2 separate regions of the Sus scrofa genome follow, and region 1 is linked to region 2. The links are chromatin contacts, called in public promoter capture Hi-C maps. All regions are on one chromosome and are shown on one strand. Each heading gives the region's core, a stretch centred on a gene start, on an enhancer-like site or on the middle of the called end of the contact. The rest is flanking DNA. Distances are from core to core; before and after follow the strand shown. Region 1 holds the start of TICRR (treslin). Region 2 holds the start of RHCG (Rh family C glycoprotein).

The links. Promoter capture Hi-C pulls out the DNA fragments that hold promoters and counts their contacts.
Region 1: a promoter capture Hi-C map of fetal skeletal muscle shows a contact between it and region 2, with 2.4 times the contacts expected there. The contact joins the promoter of TICRR here to the promoter of RHCG in region 2. A contact is called at or near these places in 1 of 5 promoter capture datasets (fetal skeletal muscle), 11 of 47 Hi-C or Micro-C datasets (brain, embryonic fibroblasts, epiblast stem cells and 6 more) and 1 of 2 datasets of contacts at active chromatin or transcription factors (skeletal muscle).

The regions. Positions count from the first base shown.
Region 1 is chr7:55,140,857-55,144,256 of Sscrofa11.1, forward strand. TICRR (treslin) reads left to right here and starts at 2,101. Exons shown (of 22, transcript XM_021098959.1): 1 at 2,101-3,141. The coding sequence starts at 2,479.
Region 2 is chr7:55,070,134-55,073,738 of Sscrofa11.1, forward strand. RHCG (Rh family C glycoprotein) reads right to left here and starts at 1,345. Exons shown (of 10, transcript NM_001044577.1): 1 at 1,117-1,345. The coding sequence starts at 1,303.

The sequences.
Region 1 (3,400 bases), core at 851-3,350, 71 kb after region 2:
AATGAGCCACCATGGGAACTCTCTTCTTACATGGCCAATCTCTTAAGTCTTTATTATTATTATTTTGTCTTTTTGCCTTTTCTAGGGCCACTCCTGCGGCATATGGAGGTTCCCAGGCTAGGGGTCTAATCAGAGCTGTAGCCACCGGCCTACACCACAGTCGCAGAAACTCGGGATCCGACCTGCGTCTGCAACCTACAGCACAGCTCACGGCAACGCTGGATCCTTAACCCACTGAGCAATGCCAGGGATTGAATCTGCAACCTCATGATTCCTAGTCAGATTCGTTAACCACTGAGCCACGATGGGAACTTTGAGTCTTTATTGAAATGTCACCTCAGTGTGGCTTCCCTGATTGTCCTATTTGGAACCGCATATGCTTCTTACCTATTCCTTATCCCTTTTTCAACTTAATTCTTCTCCAAAGCTCTTATCACCATCTAACATATTACATCTTTTACTTATTTTTATTGATTGGCTCCCCCTACTAGAATGTAAACTTCCCAGGGAAAGGACATTTTGTTCCCTGATAATGACTGCTTTTTGAATGAATGAACACCACAACAGGTGTAGTCGTTTTTTTAGCTAGCACCTGAAATCTTAAGACTAACAAATGTTTGTTGCTCTAAAATGACCGTGGGTGTGGATAGGTGGATCCGGAAACATCAGTGTTTTTTATTCAAGGACAATCCACAAAGTATCAGTGGTGGTCTTCCTAGAAATATTTGGCTCAGAGAATTGCAGGATTGGAAGGAAATTTAGACACAGGCCAGTCTTAGCTAGAGTTTAAATTCTGCTCTACTTTCAACAAAAAGGTCCTTTTCATTAAGGATATTCCACCTGAATGTAAAAGTTAAATAGAAATGTAGAACTGTAGGGAGTTCCCATTGTGGCGCTGCGGAAACCAATCCGACTAGCATCTATGAGGATGCAGGTTCGATTCCTGGCCTCACTCACTAAGGACCCGAGATTGCTGTGAGCCGTGGTGCTGGTCACAGTGAAATGGAGTTTTTACTAAAGAACAAACCTTCTTCCCCCCCCCCCCCCCGCTTGGCTAAGAAGGCAGCTGCAAGCCTTTCCAGCTGTGCTCATCACTATGCCACCCTTCTTGTAATAATGTAACAACTGTGTGCTCTCTGTCCAAGCCAGCAGCCCTGCTAATCAGGTACCCAGCATTGCTTATCAGTTCTGCTTCTGTAACCTTGCTTGCTCAGTTTCTTAGGGAGGAACACTGTCTGCTTGGGGATGGGGGAGGTCCGGGATGCTTACATGGGAAAATCAAGACCTTGTAGTGTATAAAAGTTACTGAGAACAAAGACCTGGTGCTCAGACTCTGGAGGTGACTCCTCTGAGCCCACACCAGTGCTGAATAAAACCTTGCTTTTCCATATCTCCAAGTGCTGTTTGTCTCCTTCCACTGCCAGTTTTTGCAGTTTCCGCAACAACAGAGGCGGCTTGGATCTGGCGTTGCTGTGGCGTAGGCCAGCGGCTGTAGCTCTGACTGGACACGTAGCCTGGGAACTTCCATATGAGGCCATGAAAAGCAAAAATAAAAAAACATATACAGGACTTCCCTTGCGGCTCACAATGTAACTATGGTGGCTGTGGCTCCACCCCTGACTGGGGAACTTCCATATGCCACAGGTTCGGCCACTGAAAAAAAAGAAAAAATAATAAAAAATAAGCACACACACAGTATATTTGGGGATCTCACTGCATTGTGCTGTGTTTGCAGTCTTTTTCCACCTAACATTACGTATAAAAACATTACTTTAAAAACCTACGTGATGTTCCTCTTGGGAGGGGTACCATACATCATTTAATCATTCCCAAGTTGTTTTTTATTTTTCTCAAGTTAAACTTTTATCCTGCTCTCCGATTACTTTGTTCAGAGAAATGCCTAAAAGCTCCTGAGGCAAAGGGAGTAAACGTTTAATAATTATTTCTGAAATTACAGAAAATGTTAAGTCTTCACCATTGGATTCCACAAGATGGAAACTTTAGAGTGGCTTTAAGCAGTTCAATTCAAGCCTTTTTTTTTTTTTTTTTTTTTTTTTAAGGTCTTAGTAAACATTTCTCAGCACCATTGCACGGACGCCGTCGGCCCTCACAAAAGGGAAACTTAAAGGTACAGGCCGCAAGCACCACCTCTTTAAATTTTAAAACGGAGGCCCAGGCCAATGAACGTTACATTTCTCCCGGAACACAGCGTCCCGCCCACAGTCTCACCCTCCACCAATTAAGCAGCGTTCTTCACCAACGCTCCTCCAATCTGCGCCAAGGATGGAAGTAGCTCACGTAACTTACGTAAGGCGAGCGACCAATAGAAGTTGACCTTTGGAGGTAGCTCCACCAATGGTAGCAGCCCTTGGAGAGCGCGGGAGCCTTTCGACTGGGGACCTGCGAGCAGCAGAGAATGGCGCTGGTTCCCTGAAGCAAGAGTCCCGGAGGTAAGCCTGAGGCGGCCGCGCGGCCGACATGGCCTGCTGTCACAACGTCATGCTGCTGCTGGACACCGCGGGCGGCGCCGCTGGGGAAAGCCCGGTGCGGCGGGCCGCCCTGCGCCTCCTCACCTACCTGAGTTGCCGGTTCGGCCTGGCCAGGGTCCGCTGGGCCTTCAGGTTCTTTGACTCTCAGGGGGCGCGGAGCCGGCCTTCTCGCGTGTCGGACTTCCGCGAGCTGGGCGTCCGCTCGTGGGAGGACTTCGAGGAGGAGCTGGAGGCCAGGCTCGGGGATGGCGCCCGCGGCGCCCACCTGCCAGGCCCAGCTCCGCGCGCCACCCACACACACAGCGCCCTGATGGAGACGCTGCTAGACTATCAGTGGGACCGGCCCGAGATCACGTCGCCCACGAAGCCGATCCTGCGCAGCAGCAGGCGAAGACTGCTGGACGTGGAGGGCGAGGCTAAGGAGGCGGCGTCGGCGCTCGGGAGCTTTGTGAACGCAGTCTTCCTCCTGGGCCCCTGTCCGCACTCGCAGAGGGAGCTGCTGCAGTTCGTGGCCGGGTGCGAGGCCCAGGCCCAGCGCCTGCCGCCCTCTCCGAAGCAGGTGATGGATAAGTTGCTGCCCAGGAGAGTCCAGGAGGTCATGATCGCCCGGAAAATCACCTTGTACTGGGTGGATACCACCGAGTGGTCTAAGGTAAGGTGGAAGGGTGACGCGCTGGTTCTGGGGAACCCGAACTTGGCAGCCTGTAGACCCGGGAGGAGACCCACAGGTGTCCCTCCAGAAGGCAAGTCCCGGGGACACAGACAAACAGGGACAGGCATCACAGCGAGGTGGGAAGGTCCTCTGTACCTACTGGATTGAAGCGTTTGTGGTCCTTCACAATTTCGGCCCTACCTGCCTTCCCAGGCTTAATTTCTCCTACACACGACGTGTATTCCAGCCTGTTGAAGCG
Region 2 (3,605 bases), core at 95-2,594:
AATATGTGCCATTATTTGATTGGATCTAAGAAAAATGGGTGGAATCCCATTACTGAGGGCATACAAGCCACGGAGGGAAGACAAGTTTGTACAGGTGACTGTTGGAGATGAACTTTAGGGTCCCTTCCAAAACAAACAGTCCATGACCATGTGAGCACCAGCAGTAGGCAAGATTGTCATTGGCTGCTGGTAGATAGTGTGGAAAAGCAGAAAACACGAGGGCATAAAGAATCCTGGGCTGGAAGTCCAGAGGTTGGGCTGACCCAAGTGACCTTGGGCCAGGTCTTCCAACACCTGAGTCCTAGGGCCTCTGTTTAGGGCTCTTCTAACTGCTCCATGATGGAGCAAGGATTCCATGCACTGGCCAGACCTTTACATGCAGTGTCTCATGCCAGCCTCACCTCACCCTGCAAGGTGGGTCCTATTATTATCCCCACTGGACAGATAAGGAAATTGAGTTTCTGTAAGGTTGGCATTTGGCTAAGGCCACCTACCTAGTCCATGGCAGAGCCATGACGGAGGTGAGGTTTGGTGATTTCAAGGCCATGCTCTTAACCACAGCACTACAGATACCAGAGAATTCAGGGGTGCTTTCTCCCTCTCCAAGCCAAAAGGTAGTAGGTGCCACAGTCCCCTACACCGCACTGCTCCCAGCAGCAAGGCTGGCAGGTCACCGAGTCTTTCCTGCAGCCCTTAACATTGGAACTACTCCCCCTAACTTGGAGAGCCAGGATCCAGTTGGAGACAAGGGAGCCAGGGTCACCCACAGGTTGGTGACCAAGATGAGACCTGGGTCTTTTGAGGACCTCAGGAAGGGCTCTGCGACAGGAAGTTTGGAGGTCTCTGATGGCAACAGGATGGAGCTCACCCCAGTGACTTCTCACCAGGTGAAAGGAATTTGTGCACATCTGGCCCTTTCCCAAGATTGGTCTCCAGACACCTGGGGACACCGCCTGGTGGGGAACCTAAGGGGGGCGGGGCAGGGGACTCCTCCAGCTCCTCCCTGGCCCTGGTTCCTGAGCAGCAGGCTGCAGAGGGGAGGCCAGGAAGGGCCATCAGACTAGCGAGGACTGCTTGGACAAGCCGCAGGTGGGCTTGCAAGGCGGCCGGACTTACTGGGGTAGCGATAGTAGAATTCGTTGTCCATGTCGCTGGAGATGTTCCTGCCCAACCTCTCCTCAATCCAGTGGGCGTCCGCATCCGGGTCGTAGCGCACAAACACGCCGAAGAGGATCACCATAATCACCTGCAGGAGGAGGCAGGTGAGCGGCAGCCGCCAGCGGAGATTGGTGTTCCAGGCCATTGCTGCAGGGGGCGCGGAGCCAGGGCTGAGAGCCGCCAGTTTGGACGCTCGGAGGCCGGAGAGGCTTTTAAGACCCGGGCTGGGGCGGGGCGGCCGCGTCGGGTTGCAGAACAGCTGATGTGGGAGTCGCCCTCGCGCTCGCCCAACCGGCGGGCAGCGGCGGCGGCGGCGAGGAAACCCGCGGGCCCCGAAGCTTCCCGCCTTAGGTTGGGATGAGAGCTGTGGGAGCAGGAGCAGTGGGCAAGGATGAAGGCGCCCCAGCCTCTGCCTTCCCGCTTTTGTTCTGATGAACAGAGAAAGAAAAAGCCTATCCTTTGCCTCCCGCCGCGATAAAAACGACGGCATTCGCGGATATAAATCATCATCATCATCATCACATCATCATCATCATCCTGTTTCCTTCCTTTCCTTGATTACAAAATTCATACAGGGTTCATGAAAAACCAGGAAAACCCAAGAAACCATCACAGTCCAGGGAAGCCTGGAGACACAGGACAATGCAATATGTTACGCAGGGTTGTATCCTGGAACAGAAAGAGCATGTTAAAGGGAAAACTGGAGACATCTAAATCAACTCTGAGGTTTAGTTAATAGTGATGTACCCATGTTGGTTTCTTAGTTGTGACAAAGGGACCCTGGTTATGCATTTTAGTGTGAGCTATACAGAGAAACTGTACTCTCTTTGCAACTTTTCTGTAAATTAGCATCATTCCCAAAGAAAAGGGCATTAAGAGAAAAACATATTAAAGGAGCTCCCTCGTGCCTCAGCGGTAACAACTGGACTAGGATCCATGAGGATGCCAGTTCGATCCCTGGCCTCGCTCAGCGGGTTAAGGACCGTGTTGCTGTGAGCTGTGGTGTAGGTTGCAGATGCTGCTGGGATCCAGCATAGCTGAGGCTGTAGTGTAGGCAGGCAGCTACAGCTCCCATTTGACCCCTAGCCGGGGAACCTCCAATGCCATGGGTTCAGCCCTAAAAAGACACACACACACACACACACACACAGAAAAGAAAAGAAAGAAAGAGAGGGAGGACGGAGGGAGGAAGGAAGGAAGATTAAAAAAAGACTGTGGAAACAGTTTAAGTGTTTTTCACAGGTTCACTTAGCTATAATCAGGAATTATCTATTGGTTAATACACATGATCTTGACATGAGTCAAGATAGAATTTAACCACAGAACTTGAGTCTATGCTTAGTCCATATTTTGTCAAAATAAATTTGATTTCTAATTTCTCTTGTAAAAAACATCATTCAGAAAAGAAAATGCAGAAAAATACAAAAAATAAACTAAAAAGCCTCTGTAATCCCACCACCTAGAGGCAACCCCAATATGAGAAAGAGGAGAGAGCTTCATACTATAACATTGATTTATAGCTGCTTTATTTAATATTTTGTAAAGATCTTACCACATAATTCTTCTACAACATCATTTTCTTTTTTTCTTTTTTTGGCTTTTTAGGGCTGCACCCACGGCATATGGAGATTCCCAGGCTAGGGATCTAATCAGGCTACAGCTGCCAGCCTACACCGCAGCCACAGCAATGCCAGATCCTAAGCCACTGAGAGAGACCAGGGATTGAACCGGCAACCTCATGGTTCCTAGTCAGATTCACTTCCGCTGTGCCATGATGGGAACTCCTACAGCATCATTTTTTTTTTTTTTTTTTTTTTGTCTTTTTGCCATTTCTTGGGCCGCTCCTGCGGCATATGGAGGTTCCCAGGCTAGGGGTCCAATCAGAGCTGGAGCTGCCGGCCTATGCCAGAGCCACAGCAATGCCAGATCCGAGCCACATCTGTGACCTACACCCCAGCTCATGGCAACACCGGATCCTTAACCCACTGAGCAAGGCCAGGGATTGAACCCGCAACCTCATGGTTCCTGGTCAGATTCGTTAACCACTGTGCCACGACGGGAACTCCTACAACATCATTTTTAATGGCAGGATATACCGTATGTTTTATCTAGCCAATGCCCTAGTGTTAGGACAATGAGGTTATTTTTTATTTGTTTGGTGTTATAAATAATGCTTTTGTGAACATCCAGGTATATAAGTCTTTGCACAGGTTTCAGTGAATTCTTAGAGGCTGAATTGTTTTGATACACATCACTAGATTTTCTTGAACAAAGCACGGGCCTAATGAGCCAGGTGTGAGAGTGGCAGCCATAAACCCTCACCAGCCCAGGGTTTTAAAAAGTCATTGCCTGGAGTTCCTGTTGTGGCTCAGCAGGTGACGAACCCGACATACTGTCTGTAAGGATGCGGGCCTCACTTTGTGTTAAGGATGAGACATTGCCGCAAG